Regions from separate parts of the Mus musculus genome. Here region 2 is linked to region 1. A link is a contact called in public HiChIP or PLAC-seq data. All regions are on one chromosome and are shown on one strand. Each heading gives the region's core, a stretch centred on a gene start, on an enhancer-like site or on the middle of the called end of the contact. The rest is flanking DNA. Distances are from core to core; before and after follow the strand shown.

Region 1 (7,014 bases), core at 1,535-4,034:
TAGGAGGTATGGCCTTGTTGGAGTAGGTATGGCCTTATTGGAGGAAGTGTGTCACTGTGTAGGTGGGCTTTGAGGCTATATATATGCTCAAGCTATGCCCAGTATGACATGTAGTCTCTCCTGCCTGCCTTCAGATCAAGATGTAAAACTCTTGGCTCTGTTTCCAGCACCATTTGGCCTGTATGCCTCCCACCATGGTGATAATGGTTTAGATCCTGAAACTGTAAGCCAGCCCCGGTTAAGTGTTTTCCTTCATAAGAGTTGCTGTGGTCATGGTATCTCTTCACAGCAATGGAAACCCTAACTAAGATGGTATCCCATAGCTTGCTCTTCTTCTGCCTTCAAACTTTGAAGTTCCCAGGTTGGTGTGTCTTCAGGCTGAAATGACACTTGCAGAATATCCAGGCACTGTCCCCTGGATGTGCCCAAGCTCACACTACATTTGTAAAACAGCATGACCTAATGACTCTGTCTCAACAAACAAAACCAACCAACCAAACACAAGTTCCTACTCTGATTCTTCTGACACCACCATGTCCTCTGTTTTTCCTGTCATAGCTTCTATTTTTTTTTAAAATTTATTTTATTTTGTTCTTTCCGGTTAACATTACATTGCAGCCATTTCCTTCAGCAGGTGGTCTCCTAAGCAATGGGAAGAGGAGGCTGCCTGTCACTGTGTGCCCCATGGCTGTCCAGTGGATGATCTTCAGACACCCCCATCAGTATGGATCGTTCCTGGGGAGGCCTTAAGAGCCCATCTCTCATATGATTCTGGAAAGCATTTGTAAAGCATTTTCCAATTTCCATGGTGAATTTATGTCAATGATGGCTTCCCACTTTCCCTGTGAGCTAGGGTCCTTAGGAAAAAGGCTCAAAACAGAGGCCAGAGCAGGGCAAAGAGAATGAACATTCGTATTGACTCCCTGGACAGCTGCCAAATTGTTTTCAATCCAGCAGTTTGGCAAACATCTTGAGAGGCTACTGTGTGTGGTGGTTCCTAACCAGGACCAACAAGTGGGCCTATTTCAATGCTGCCCAGAGACTGGTAGCACAACACGGAGGCTTGCTGGGATCCCTGCTCACACTGGAGGTCTGATCTGAATGTCACCCTGGGATTTGAGTTGTGAGCTTATGCCCCTTCAGCATCAGCCGTCCCTAGTGCATGGCACTTTACAAATCTACCCTTCCACCCTGCTCTGCTCTGTCTTCTACAAAACAGAAGGGTTGGGGGAGTGAAGGGTTGTTCTATGAGGTGGGATAATACTAGTTGTAATTCTAGATGGAAAACACACAAGAGCACAGAGCTGAGCTGGGGTTGTAAGTCTTAGCACTCGGGAAGTAGGGTCAGGAAGATCCTGAGTTCAAGGTCTCTCTAGGCTACATAGGGAGACCTCTGTCTGAAAAAGACAACATATAAATAATCATTCACTTAATAACTATATACGCAAAATATCCTAAATAAATTAAGAGCATACTGACTCCAAAAGCCTTTGAAATAAATTGTAGACTTGGGTCTCTGTATCTGTGGAGCCTGCTACCACAGATCAAAAATATTTGGAAAAAATGAGCTTACAAGCCAATTCTATAATCATAGCACTCCGGAGCTGAGGCAGGAGGATGGCAACTTTGAAGCTATCACTCCATGTCCAACATTTAGGGCTTTCAACAGAATCTTTTAGGTTTAGGTGGTCCTCCCCTCCAGCTCAGTAGCCTGCAGCATATGTAGCATCTCTATTGGGCTGGCTCTACTCCATACCTGCAGCTTTCCTTGGCAGATGACCCATGGTCTCCCTCACTGTGGACCTGGATGATGGCTGCGAGCAGTAGCTGGGCTGTAACCTGAGTGCTTTTATTTCCTTCTCCATCAAACGGACTAATCTATTGCTCCTTTGTTCAGTATCCTTCAAGTTTGTAGGACACAGGCAACACACAGCCAGGTTATTTGCCTGAATATCATCACATGAATGGCCTCCAGCCCAGTTCCCAGTATAGTCTTTACTCTCCTCTGAAGCTTCCTGACCAGGCTCTGCTGTTCACTTCTCTCTTAGCATTCTTGTCTTCAAAATTCCCACCAGATCGGTCCATTAGGTTCTGCTTATCACATTCTACAGCTTTCCAAGCCCAATACTCTGACTTTCCCATATTCTTTCCCCAAACCAGTTCCAAAGGTCTTTGAACTGCCTGCTCAGGTACAGCAGGGTAACAGTCCACTTCTCTCTACACCAATTTCCAAGTATTAGCCACTTGCCTTATTGTGGCAACAAAATACCTGTCAAAAGCAACCCATAGTAGGAGAGGTTGGTTCTGGTTCAGGTTGGTTCAGGCTCACAGTTGGAGGGTTCAGTCCCTCACAGAGGGGTGTGTGTGAGTGTGACAGTAAGAGCCGCAGGCCACTGGTTACATTGTATCTGCAGAAACGAACTGGTTACATTGTATCTACAGGAATGAACTGGTTACACTGTATCTGCAGAAATGAACTGGTTACATTGTATCTACAGGAATGAACTGGTTACATTGTATCTGCAGAGATGAACTGGTTACATTGTATCTGCAGGAATGGAGCCTGTGCTCACTCAGCTTGGTTTCTTCTTTCTGCTCAGTCTGAAACTCCAGCTAATGGAATGGCGCCACCCACAGCTAGGGTGGAGCTGCTCTCCTCAGCCAGCTCAATCCAGAAAATCCCCCTTAACTTCCTCAGAAGTTTACTTCCAGAGTGATTCTACTCCTTCTATCAAACCACCCAGGATAAGCATCACCTTTGTGGTGTTAATGCTGCCTGCTGCATCCAGTGCTTATGGGTGTCCCTGGGTTGCACCAGGGAGGCTGCTTACCCAGTCTGGTCCCATGCAAGCACACCCCACAGTGCTCTGAAGACAAGGAGCTTGCCCAAAGATGTGTTTCTCAGAGTGCATTCCCTTGACAAGCGGCACAGGGATGCATGTGTGGAGATCATGTAAATTACACAAACACATTTGCAGAGACCACTCGGCTTCAAACTAATGAAGCTGCCCCGGGCAATGGCATCATAGGACTTCCTGTTTGTGTGAATAATGAAGTGTTGCCGGCTGCCTGGATATCGAGCTCAACAAGAGCAAAATAGGAGTCCATGCTCTATCCACCCTTTGGGGAGGAGGAGGGAGGGGGGAACCTGTTTATGAGTGGTCTCATGAAAGTGTGCACTGTACTCATCAGCCCCTCCCCTGCCCTACAGCCTTGCTGGTGAAGGTTAACCCATCCTGGCTATTTCAGCCGGCTCCAGGGGCTATGGGAGCTCAGACTAACTAACTCTGTAAACTCTACATTCTGGAGTGTTCCTTGATGACACATTCTCAGAACTGACCTGTTGTCCTTTGAGGCTGTTTCATAGGGTGGTCCTAGACTTTATGGAATGTTTAGGGGCCCCAAGCCTCTTACCCAGTAGTCATGCAGACACTTCCCAAGCCCCAGAGTACATTTGGGGCTCTGAAAATGTTCTTGAATTAAAATTTAAAATCAGAAGGAAAAAATGAACATAACAATAAAGGATGTGTAATCAGGCATGATGTTGAACATCTAGAATTCCAACACATGGGAAGTTGAGGCCAGCCTGGGCTACATTGTATGTTCCAGGTAAAATCTGTGCTGTAGAGTAAGACCTTGTTAAAGAAAGAAAGAAAGAAAGAAAGAAAGAAAGAAAGAAAGAAAGAAAGAAAGTCACCTAGAAGCAGCCCTGGCAAGTGACTTGGCAGCTAGGTAGGATTCTCAGAGTGGACACTTATGAGCTGGGTTTTGTAGGTTTGTAGGTCAGCTCAATGGTATTTATCTCCATATCAACTCAATTGTAAAATAGAATTTTCTTTCATGTTTTACAGAAGAAGGGTCTCACTGAAGCCAGTGTGTGTAGGGCCCCCCAGAGTCCTATACCCACTCTGTCTGTGCTCACTAGCTGCTTTCTCCTTCCCAGCTGTGACAAGCAAAGCAGCTCCAGTCACGAGCAGGTGTCCTCTGGGGAGGGGTGTGTAGAAGATCTACCAGTTAAGAATTAGTGCCTTAATTAATTAATTAAAATTTGGAATGGCAGGATGGATCAGTGAGTTGAGGCACTTGTCACAGTGACTGATGGCCCGAGCTTCACCCCAGGGGATCACATGTCAAAAAGAGAGGGACTCCTGGAAGTTGACCTCTAACCTCCACGTGGATGTCACATGACACTCATCCCCAAAATAAACAAATAAGCAAGATTTAAAAAGAGAGACATTTTTCTTTACAAAGCCCAAGTGACTGCCAACCATTTTAAACATTATCTTTATTATTTTATGTCTCCGTATTTTTGACTGCATGTATGTCTGTGTACCCACGTGGGTGCCTGTGGAGACCAGAAGAGGGTGTTGGATCCCCTGGAACTGGAGTTACAGATCTTCGTGAACCACCATGTGGGTGCTGGGAATCAAACCTGAGTCCTCTGAGACAGCAGCCCGTGCTCTTGACCACTGAGCCATCTCTCCAAGTCATGACCAGCCATATCTGCAGCCTCCCAAATGCTGTGATTATAGGTTCGTGCCAACACACCTACTCCCAAATTATTGCTTTTTATTAATGAGAAAAATGATCATCATTTACGCAATAAGACTGTCCACGGGGCCCCTCCTGAGTACTGGTCTTGGAACCAGAAGAGAACCGGGTGTTATTGTCTCTGTCTCTGGAGGTTTTGGAGATTGAAAAGGAAATAGGTGACTTGGATAACAGGTGACTTGGATATCCTGGGATGCCTGGAGACCCATCAGCTCCTGGTCACCTAGAAGCAGCCTTGGCAAGTGACTTGGCAGCTAGGTAGGATTCTCAGAGTGGACACTTATGAGCTGGGTTTTGTAGGTGAGTAGGAGTTCTTTTCAGGTCAACAAGTAGGAGACAGTCCTTGGTCAGCACAGAGATGGATACTGGGTCCCACAGACTCTGCCTTCTCAGTTATTGCAAACTTTTGAGGGAGGGACAGAGGCCTCCTTTGTAATAAGTAAAATAGGTCGGTATTTAGTTGCCGGAATCATGGAAATACTCATTTCTTCTTGAATGTTCCGAAAGATTCATGTCTTCTGTCGGCACCAACAATAACATACGACGTGAAATGCCACCGGCCCTGGCACCTCGTCCAGCCCCGTGACGTCCAATTAGAAATGAGCGTCGATTTCAGATTTATCAGATTCCAGTTTTGACTTTTGTCCAGGAGGGAACAGGGATCCAGTGTTGTTCCAGGCTTATATTTCACCTTCCCGAGGAAGGAAAGGAAAGACACACGTCGTCTTGACAGGATGCAGAGCTGGGCTCCGAGAGAGGCGCCCTATTTCATAACAGGGCTGCTGTCTTGAACAGCCCCACCCTGTGGGTGCTGGTTAGTCTCTGGGCCCCGTCATGCCCGAGATGTGAAATAGAATGCAGTCATGGGCCGCTGGCAAGCCCAAGACTAAGGGCATCTGCCAGCTGCTGGGCTAAGTGGGCTTGGCTCCGGGTGCTTGTCCTTTTAAATGAGAGCGGGGAGCTGGGAGGGGCTGGGGTTAGGAAACCTTAAAATTAGCCACAGTTGCCTTTGCCAGAGAAGAATGGTGGTAGCTCTTCCTGGGAAGTGGGGGCAGTGGACCCACCAGAACTCTTCTCCTTTCTTTGAGCTGTTCTTCTTTCCAGGAGTGGTAGATCTTTTCCTCCCCCAGGAGACAGGGCATGCTGGGATGGAATCCAGGACCTTGGATATTCGAGGCAAGCACTGTACCACTGAGCTAAGTACCCCCAGTCCTTGTTTTATGTTATTTGTCTTTGTTTCTGAGAAAAAGTATGGCTGCTTAACTCAGATTCCCTGAACTCATGTTGTAACCCAGGCTGGTCTTGAACTTATGATCCTGTTGTTTCAGCCTCTGAGTGCTGGGATTACAAGTGTGTACTACCCCACAGGAACAAGTCTCAGGAACTATTATTAACAAAAGTAGTCCCTCAATAGTCACACACACAGATGCATACAGATGCAGACACACACTGACACACACAGACACACACAGACACACAGACACACACACACACACACACAGATACCCATGGACGCATATAGACACAGGCACACAAAGACACAGACACACACACAAACACACTTGAACACATACACACATAGATATAAGACACAGGCACTCAGAGACACACAGAGACATAGACACACAGACACACACAAAGACACACACACACACACACACACACACACACACACACACAGACACACACAGTATCCCTCTAGGACATGGGATGTAGAGGGACATGGATTTGGGATGACTCTATCCCTCACTTTCTGAGGGATCTTGAGACCTTTCTGAATGCTGGGTTCCTCCTTGTTAGCAGATGAACAGATGTGGACACAGGCAGGGTTGTACGTGTTCCAAACCCATTTCTGTGACTCAAGCCCACAGACTTAGGAAGATGGCTAGTCCTGTGGGGCAGGGGTGGGGGGGAGGGTTGGGAGGGGGAGGCTCAGTAGAATCGGGTGGTATTCATGTGTCTTTCCTGTCTTTACCCCCATGGCCAATGCCAACCTTGGGCTTGGTGCAGGCATAGGGCAGGTACTCAGAGCAGCTATTGTCATGCATTATCTCAGTTATGTCTACCTTGCATATCACAGAGCCCATCCCTGAGGAGGGCAGCCCCCAGCTGGTCCTTAGAGGGGTTCCGGAATGAGGAGGCAGTGATCTTGTCTACCCACTTCTTCAAGGTTATAGGATCCTGGTTGGAGGGACCTGGACCTGGGGCAGCATGAACCCAGCCATTTGGCAGTGACAGGAATCCAGCCCTCAGGAGGAGGGTAACCCCAGGGGCTGTGTTTACCTGCCTAAGATCACCCTGATGGTGGCAGGATTGGGAGAACACACAGGGTCACCTGATCCTGCCCCAGACAGATAAACACTGGAGGGGATTTTCCTTTGAATCAAAGAATGAACCCTACTCCTCTTTATTAAGGGGAGTTTGGACACACACCCTTTCTGGTTTTCCTGGGACCGTCATTCA
Region 2 (7,558 bases), core at 180-2,679, 450 kb before region 1:
AGAGCCAGCCACCTGCCGAATTAGCTACCTGGAAGACAATGTAGTTAGAAAATAGTATTTGCATCTGTGCACTCTCATAGTTCCCTGAGCAAGACAGCATATTTATATAGCGTTAAAGTGCATGGGAGGGTGTGTACAGGTGGAATACCGAAGCCGCATCATTTACATATGGGACTCCCATATCCGTAGATTTGGGTATCTGAGGGGATTTTAGAACCAATGCTCCCTGGATACCAAGGGAAACTGTGCAGTAGGTGTGGGTATGGAGAGAGTACATGCACACATGTGTATGCATGTTTATGTGTCTGTAGAGGTCCCGAGCTTAATAAATCAAACATAAGACATATAGCTAAATTTGGGTTTAGACACATACAAAAAAAATAGGTTTTGATAGGAATATCCACCAACATTTCATAATAATATACTAAAATGTATCTTTGTTATTTTACAGGCAAAAATCAACTCGAATCTCTTAGTTTTGTTTATTATATTTAGTTTGAAAAAAAGAATGACCCCCTCCACAGAGACAGACAGACAGACAGACAGACAGACAGACACACACACACACACACACACACACACTCACACCAATACACAAAGTTGTCCTTGCAGAGGTTTGAGTGAAGCGCCCAGCTAGCCTAGTTCAGGGCTGTGACATAAATTCCTGGAGGCCATCACACACTGGGATAGAATCCAGTCTGTCACCTGGAAAAGAGCCAGGAGACTTTCTTGGTGAACGGTAGTGGAGAGGGGAAGCCATTTGCCACCTGGACAGTCTGTGCCTTGGCCCTCTGCAGTGCCCATGGCTTGCCGGCAGCTTCATAACTAGCTAGACAGGGCAGCCAGAGGATGTGTCTAGCAAGTGAGGCCTCCAAGGGTCCACTCTAGGGCCCCAGTGGGAGATCACAGACCTAGTAGGAGATGGGAGAAACCACTGGAGCCCCCCCCCTCCCCCGTGATCTGTGCCTCTTTCCTTCAATGTGGCAAACCTGTGCTTTATGACAGACAGGGGCTAGTGTTGGAGGTCAGCTTCCGACACTTGGATAAGGACACACCGGTCATCCTGGCACCAGAAAAGTCCATTTAAGCACTTTTGGCCCTGCCTGTGTGACAAGCTTTCGTTCCCTGTGCAAAGCAAGGACAGTTTCCTATCTCACAAGAGGAGGATTCAGGGTGACTTTATCTGGGCATCTCTCTCTCACACACAGGTTGATAGATAAACGCTGCCCTCTGCAGAGATGCGAGGGCACTAGAAAGGGACTAGGAAGTCTGTGGCCGTTCTGCCCTAGTGGTCCACAGCAGAGCCCACGCAGGGAGAGTCAGCGGCCTCCAGGCTTCTCTGTGCATCCAGTGTACACGCCCACCTCTGCCCATGGCAAGCTCAGGAAGTCCTTCCTGGAGAGAAAGTGGCGGCTCCCTGGAGAAGGAAGAGGAAGGCTCACAAGCACAAGCCCCGCCTCCTCAGAGCCAGAAAGGTAGGTGGATGTGCAAACGCCACTAGCTCACCGGCTTCTGTTTCCCCAGAAGATACTAGATTTTAATCAGAGAGACAGAAAGATGAACCTGGCTGGACCAAAGAAGGCAGGAGATGGTAGAGTGCGGGGAAAGTGACTTTTCCGGCCTGGAGTGAGCACGGAGACTATCTTCACAATGTGTTCTTCGCCTGGAAGGTTCTGTCAAACCCGCTGATGAAGGCACCTCATGGCAACCCTCAGAAACCCCAAGTAATCAGCGCCAGCAACCCACACTCTCCAGGAGGGGGCACTGTCGACCCCACATGGGCTAGCTCAAGACCTACTCAATGTGGACTGTTGTTTTAGTGAAGGCCGCTTGGACACTGCAGCCCTCCCAGAATTCCCAGCGGCTTGTAGGCTGCTCACATCAGCCCTTTCTGGCACAGCCCAGTCATTTCTTGCTTCGTTAAGGGCTGACCCTAGCCATCACTGTCACGGATACCATTTACTGAATGTGTCAGGTACTTTGGACTTTACCCAAACCCACAGGAGTCCTCTGGCTGGCAGAGGCGTGTGTGTGTGTGTGTGTGTGTGTGTGTGTGTGTGTGTGAGAGAGAGAGAGAGAGAGAGAGAGAGAGAGATTATTCCTGTTTTACAGATATGAAAGGCAAAATCTCGGGCCACTTAGGCAATAGTCAACTGCTCACAGGGCTTTTCTCTATTGACATGTCTTTCCAGTCCGTGCTCCAGCCTCAGCTGCTGTCCTTGCATGGAGCTGACCACCGCTGGCGTCAAGGACATCCTTGGCTAGCTGTCCCTCATGTGTCACCCAGAGCACTTCAAATAGCCCCCCTTCTCTAACTGAGCCCCAAATCAGGACTGGGTGTTGTGGGACCAGGTAGAATGCAACCTTTTATCTTGCCTGAGGGAAATCTATCAGCCTCCTGGAGCAGGTAACACTCCTACTTCAGAACTCTGGGGTCTGGCCTAGAGGACCGAGCACTTTCTGAACACGATGCTTCATATCTAAAATGGGAGGCCCAGAGAGCTGGCTTGCTGTCTAAAGAGCCCAGCAAGCACAAGACAGACAGCAGGTCCTGCTTCCTTTTTTTCTGCTCCAGGGGATGTGCTACAATGTCTGCACACATTTGATGGTCACATTGAGGAAGGGTAGAACTTCTGTGATCTGGTGAGCAGCGGCCAGTGAGGCTGCGGCACACTCCCCCCCCCCCATCCCCATAATGTCCCCCCCCCCCCCATGATGTCCAGGACAGTCCAAGGAAACAGGACTGCTTATTCCCACAAACACATGGTGGGCTTTGGAGACCCCTGACTTAATCCTGTCATTTTGCCTTGGAATCTTTCACAGGGGCAACTTGGAGCTCAGACTGGGAGATGCGTGGTCTGGTATACAAGGTCACATGTCACAGCTCAGAGGGACCCTGTTTCAAGATCCTGAAACAGTAATGACAACACCAGTTGAGAGAGACTCATGGGCCTGACTCTGGAGGTGGCAGGGGTGGTTGGCTGGATTCTCTTATGAACCTCTAATAAGTAAAATGTTTTCTGTAGAGGCGCAGAGCAGTCAGACAGCCTGTCCAAGATCACACAGCCCTCCCATGCAGAGTCCAGATTTAAGCCTAGAAATGATAGAATCCAAAGCCTACATTCTTTCCATACCTGGCCACCCCCCTGCAGAGTTCCCACATAACACACAGGCCCCTCGCTTTCCAAAACAAACAGGAGCGGTCTGTAGTCTCCATTCTTTCGCAGGCTTGTCATCTGTGCTCCTGTGAGACCAGCGTTTTCCAGTTCTTGGTCCATCAACCCTACCTGAGAACTTGGCTGTCCCTAAGCCTCGACATCCCCCATCCCCCACCTAATAATAGCAACTTCCAAGGTCTGGGCTGCAGCTGGGCTGCTGGTTAGGAATGACAGCTCCGTGGCTGCCTGCAGGTGCACACCAAAGGACAGGCTGGGCTCTGTTCCTTCGCTCACCTCTTTGGCCTTACACTTAATCCTTGCGCTGATTGGCCCAGGCAGGTATTTTCCACCTCCAGGGTCACAGAGTCTTTGCATACTTGTTTGGACAGCCAAGCAACCACCACACCATGTGAGCCCTGGAACAAAGAGACCTCAGAGCCCCTTCCCTGCCTGCACTGTAGCTGAATGCTGTACTTGTGACCAGCCCTGTGCTGCCTGGGTCCTACACACTATGCTTTGTCTGAGGCCAGCCCCTTCAGTCAAGGGGCACAGTTCAAGGTCAGACTTAGAGCAAGAGATAAGTGGGGGACGTGCCTGATACCCCTACTGCAGTCTTAGGACACTTGTCCCAGGATCCGGAAGCTCTCAGAACTTCTGAGTAGCCCTGACTCATGGAGAGCCCCACATTTTCCTGCACAGTCCTGGACAGAGGCAACCCTCGAACCCAGAGTGGAATGCAACGCTGGCTAAGGCCAAGCGCTTGCTTTTCACTGAACCAGAACAAGCCCGGAGTGCTTTCCAAAGTCATTCACTCGGAACATTGGCGCATTGTTTATTCATGTAATCTTTCCTCACCGCCGGCTGGCGTCCCCCGGGCTGGCGCAGTTCAAGGCTGGTGGACGCTGGGGAGGAAGAAGTGAGGGCCGGCCCCAGAGAAGGTTGGTTCCACAAGGAAGAAATGGCCAGGCGGTGTCCTCAGTGCCAGCCGGTGTCTGCTACTCGAGTGGTCACTGCAATGTGCTCAAGGCTGAAGAAAGAGTGGAGAGGGACAGGCAGCTTGGAGGCATGAAGGGGTCCTAAAAGAAGTGTCATTAGGTACCCAGAAAGCAGGGCCTGCTTATGATCTCAGAAGTCGGAGGAAGAGAGAGACCTATATTTTTCCTGCCTCGCTGTCTTTTTTTAATGAAAGGAAATGAAGTAAGTCAAGAGTATTTAGAGAGGCAGTTGTGCTTCCAAATGTCTATAAGGTGTTCTGAGCAAAATGCCTGGTTGAGCATCCATCCATCCATCCATCCATCCATCCATCCATTCAGCATTGCATCATTCATCCATGGACCAGCCTTCATGGAACACCTACCTAAGCCAGACTCCTGGGAGTCTCATCTATTCTCGACACACTTGCAGCTTCCATAGCAACAGAAAAGCATCCCGAGGGATGTGCTCTTAGGCACTGTCTCCGTTAGGGTTTTACTGCTGTGAACAGACACCATGACCAAGGCAGCTCTTACAAGGAGAATGTTTAATTGTGTTGGGCCCCAGCAGGCAGCTTGAAGGAGATGTCTAGCTTGAACCGGTTCCTCCTGCTTTATCAAGACTGGGATTTTGAGGTAAAGAGGAGGAGGGCCTCCAAGCATGGAGCGACTGTTCTATCAACATCCTTGGTCTGTATACAGTTTACAAAGCCTTCACTTCTAGTATGCCTTTAGACCTTCATAACAACTTCAGGGGTTCCAAATACGGTAAAATTAAGGGACTAGAAGGGAAAAGGGAACTCAGGGGTGAGACAGTAAATACATCAAGTGTGCCCACACGTTCCTCTGGGTTAGAAGCAAGAAACCAACCCAGAGCTTGCACCAAAGCCGTGAACTGATACTGAGGGACTGTAAAGTGGATATCTCTAGTTAGTCATGTGCACCATACTGAGAGTACCAGGACAAATGCCAAGCATGTATCCCCTGTGAGGAACATGCCAGTGGCCCAAGAATGTTCTATGGGGGAATGTTTGGAAAACCAACTGTGTTTTCCAAAGAGAGCCTGAGCAACCTGTCCAATCCCACAGGATCCTCCTGTGTGGTTTTTTTTTTTTCTTGAGTATGTAGACTGTGATATCATCTCCCCCTGCACCCCCCATATCACACACACATACACACTCCCAATCTGGACTGGCTTTAGTGACTCTCTCTACCAATCAAAGTGACGTTAGCGATGCTTCAAGCCTTCTAGGGTGTGATGGCTCACCTTCATTGTCAGTGGGGCTGGATTTGAGTCACCATGGAAACACACTTCTGGGCACATCTGTAAGGGTGTTTTCTGGAAGGTTTATCTGGAGGGAAGATGCATGCTGACGCTGAATGTGCACAGCACCCCAGGGCCTGCATCCTGGGATGCATAAAGAGAAGAAAGCAAGCAGAGCATTGGTGTTCATGTCGCTCAGCTTCCTGATTGTGCCTGTGGGGGAGGGGACGGGGGCACCGGCTGCCTTAACCTCTTGCTGCCATGACCACCTCCGGCCCCCCCCACCCCCCCGCAATGGACTGTATCTCTCCAAATGTGAGGCAAATGAACACTTCTCTTTTAAAATTGTTTTTCTTGGATGTTTTGTCACAGCTGTGACAGAAGTAATTAGTTAGTACATGAGCAAAGATATAAGAGGCACAGAAGTATGTGGTGGGTACCTTGGGTTAATCTCATGCTAACATTGGAAGGATATCCCTCAGGTGCCAGGCATTGTGCTATGGTAAGCCATGAATGCTTCCATGATGTCTGGCTGAGCTCCCAGTTGATAACTAGTATGCCACACGGCTAGGTGAGCTATCTTGGACATTGTGTACAGTCAGGCCTTCAAGTTACACTAAGTGCCTAAATTCTAACTGTAAACAGCAGGAAACACACAGGAGAGGCTTCCAATCTGTATCCTAGGATGTCTAGGATGCTAATCCCCTATTCTTGTCAGTGGGGAAACAGAGGCTGAAGTTTTCCTGCAAGCAGCTCAGGGCAGGATCCTCTGTCCCTTGGTTATCACTGAAGTGTTCCAGAGAGTGACAGAGGAGACAGTGTGAGCAGGGGACACTGGTGAGAGTGTGATACTGGTGTCCCTTTGCTTAGTCACTAGCCGTCCAGCAGAAGGCATCAACCAGGCAGGGTTGGGTCAATGGCAGAGTGAACTGCATCCAGGGCAGGTCAGTCATCCATGATACCCCAAAACTTCCAAGAATGGACGCTGTGCTCCTCAGCTATGGCCCACCTCACTTATGGAGTCGGAGTCAGACTTTTGATGGCCCCCGCACAGAACACACCCTTCTGCTTTCTCTGTATTCTCAGGAGCACAGCCAAGGCTGAAATATAGGTACTGGCGGGAGTGGGGGGCTTGCTGTGCTGAGCGGGATCGTTCATACTTCCCAATTTGTTAGAATGCACACATGCACACAACTGAAGGAAAGTTCAAGCTGAGTGTAGTAGCCTATGCTGGTGATTCTAGCACTCAGGAGACCAAAACAGAAAGTTCAAGGATATCCTGGGCTCATCTGTGAATTAGTATCTTGAAACAGTCTTACTTTATCTGGAGTAAGTTGAGGGTAGCTTTCAGAACAGGGAGGAAAAGAGAAAGAGAGGGGAAGGCCATTTTGCTGAGCACCAGCTAAGACCAGTGCTGGCTGGTTTATGTTTCCAAGGTCCGGACCCTGAGTGACTGAGGCAGGGTCTGAAGGACAGTCCAGTTAGGCCGGGGGTTGGGGGAACGGGGCGGGGGCATCATTATGTCACACTGCTGGCCGTAAACAAAGGAAGCTTTTGAACAGAAACTCACCAGCCTCGTCACTAGAACCAGTTCTAGGAGTTCCGGAAGGTAAGCACCGGATTATCTCATTCTTGGACAATTGGAGAGCGGCAGACAAAGAGGCAGGAGAGAGGTGTGGAGAGAGGCAACAGCCGTGGAGGACAGGGCTCTGGATATGGCTCCAAGCAGAGTCACAATTGTGTGAGTGTGTGTGTGTGTGTGTGTGTGTGTGTGTGTGTAGCCAACAAATGTTAGAAGCACTAAAAATCAATGGAAGTATTGTGGGGACACAAATAAATACAAAGGGGGTTGCAGAGACAGTTTAGTGGTTAACAGCACAAATGGCTCTTTCTGAGAACCTGAGCTCGGTTCCCAGCATCCACCCACTCACCACGGGCTGGAACGTCGGGGCTCTGACGCTCACTACTGGCCTCTGTGAGCATTTGCACTGCACTCATGCTAACACCCGCTGCTCCAGACACACATACACATAACGAAAATCTTCAGCTATTGATTGGAAATACAGCTTTATTATTCCCAAAGAAAACTATTTTGGTTTTGTTATCTTTCCCTCTCTGATTTTCTATTCCATTGCTTTCTAATTTTATCTTATCTGCTTTCCTTC

The links. HiChIP or PLAC-seq counts read pairs in DNA pulled down with a chosen protein or histone mark.
Region 2: a contact with region 1 is called in an H3K27ac HiChIP or PLAC-seq map of embryonic stem cells, with 4 times the contacts expected there. The contact joins two enhancer-like sites. A contact is called at or near these places in 1 of 15 datasets of contacts at CTCF or cohesin (embryonic stem cells), 2 of 484 Hi-C or Micro-C datasets (bladder smooth muscle and embryonic stem cells), 10 of 115 datasets of contacts at active chromatin or transcription factors (craniofacial prominence, embryonic basal ganglia and embryonic stem cells) and 1 of 9 other capture datasets (embryonic trunk).

Annotation. Positions count from the first base shown.
Region 1 is chr12:104,448,866-104,455,879 of GRCm38.p6, reverse strand. No RefSeq gene overlaps it. Among named protein-coding and RNA genes, the nearest start is that of Gm40562, 18 kb to the right of the region's middle. Within about 2 kb of position 2,784, at least 6 of the 459 cell types and tissues checked have an H3K27ac peak or open chromatin away from gene starts, as enhancers often do. A contact at or near this core is called in embryonic stem cells, where this site is marked.
Region 2 is chr12:104,893,217-104,900,774 of GRCm38.p6, reverse strand. No RefSeq gene overlaps it. Among named protein-coding and RNA genes, the nearest start is that of Clmn, 32 kb to the right of the region's middle. Within about 2 kb of position 1,429, at least 21 of the 459 cell types and tissues checked have an H3K27ac peak or open chromatin away from gene starts, as enhancers often do. A contact at or near this core is called in embryonic stem cells, where this site is marked.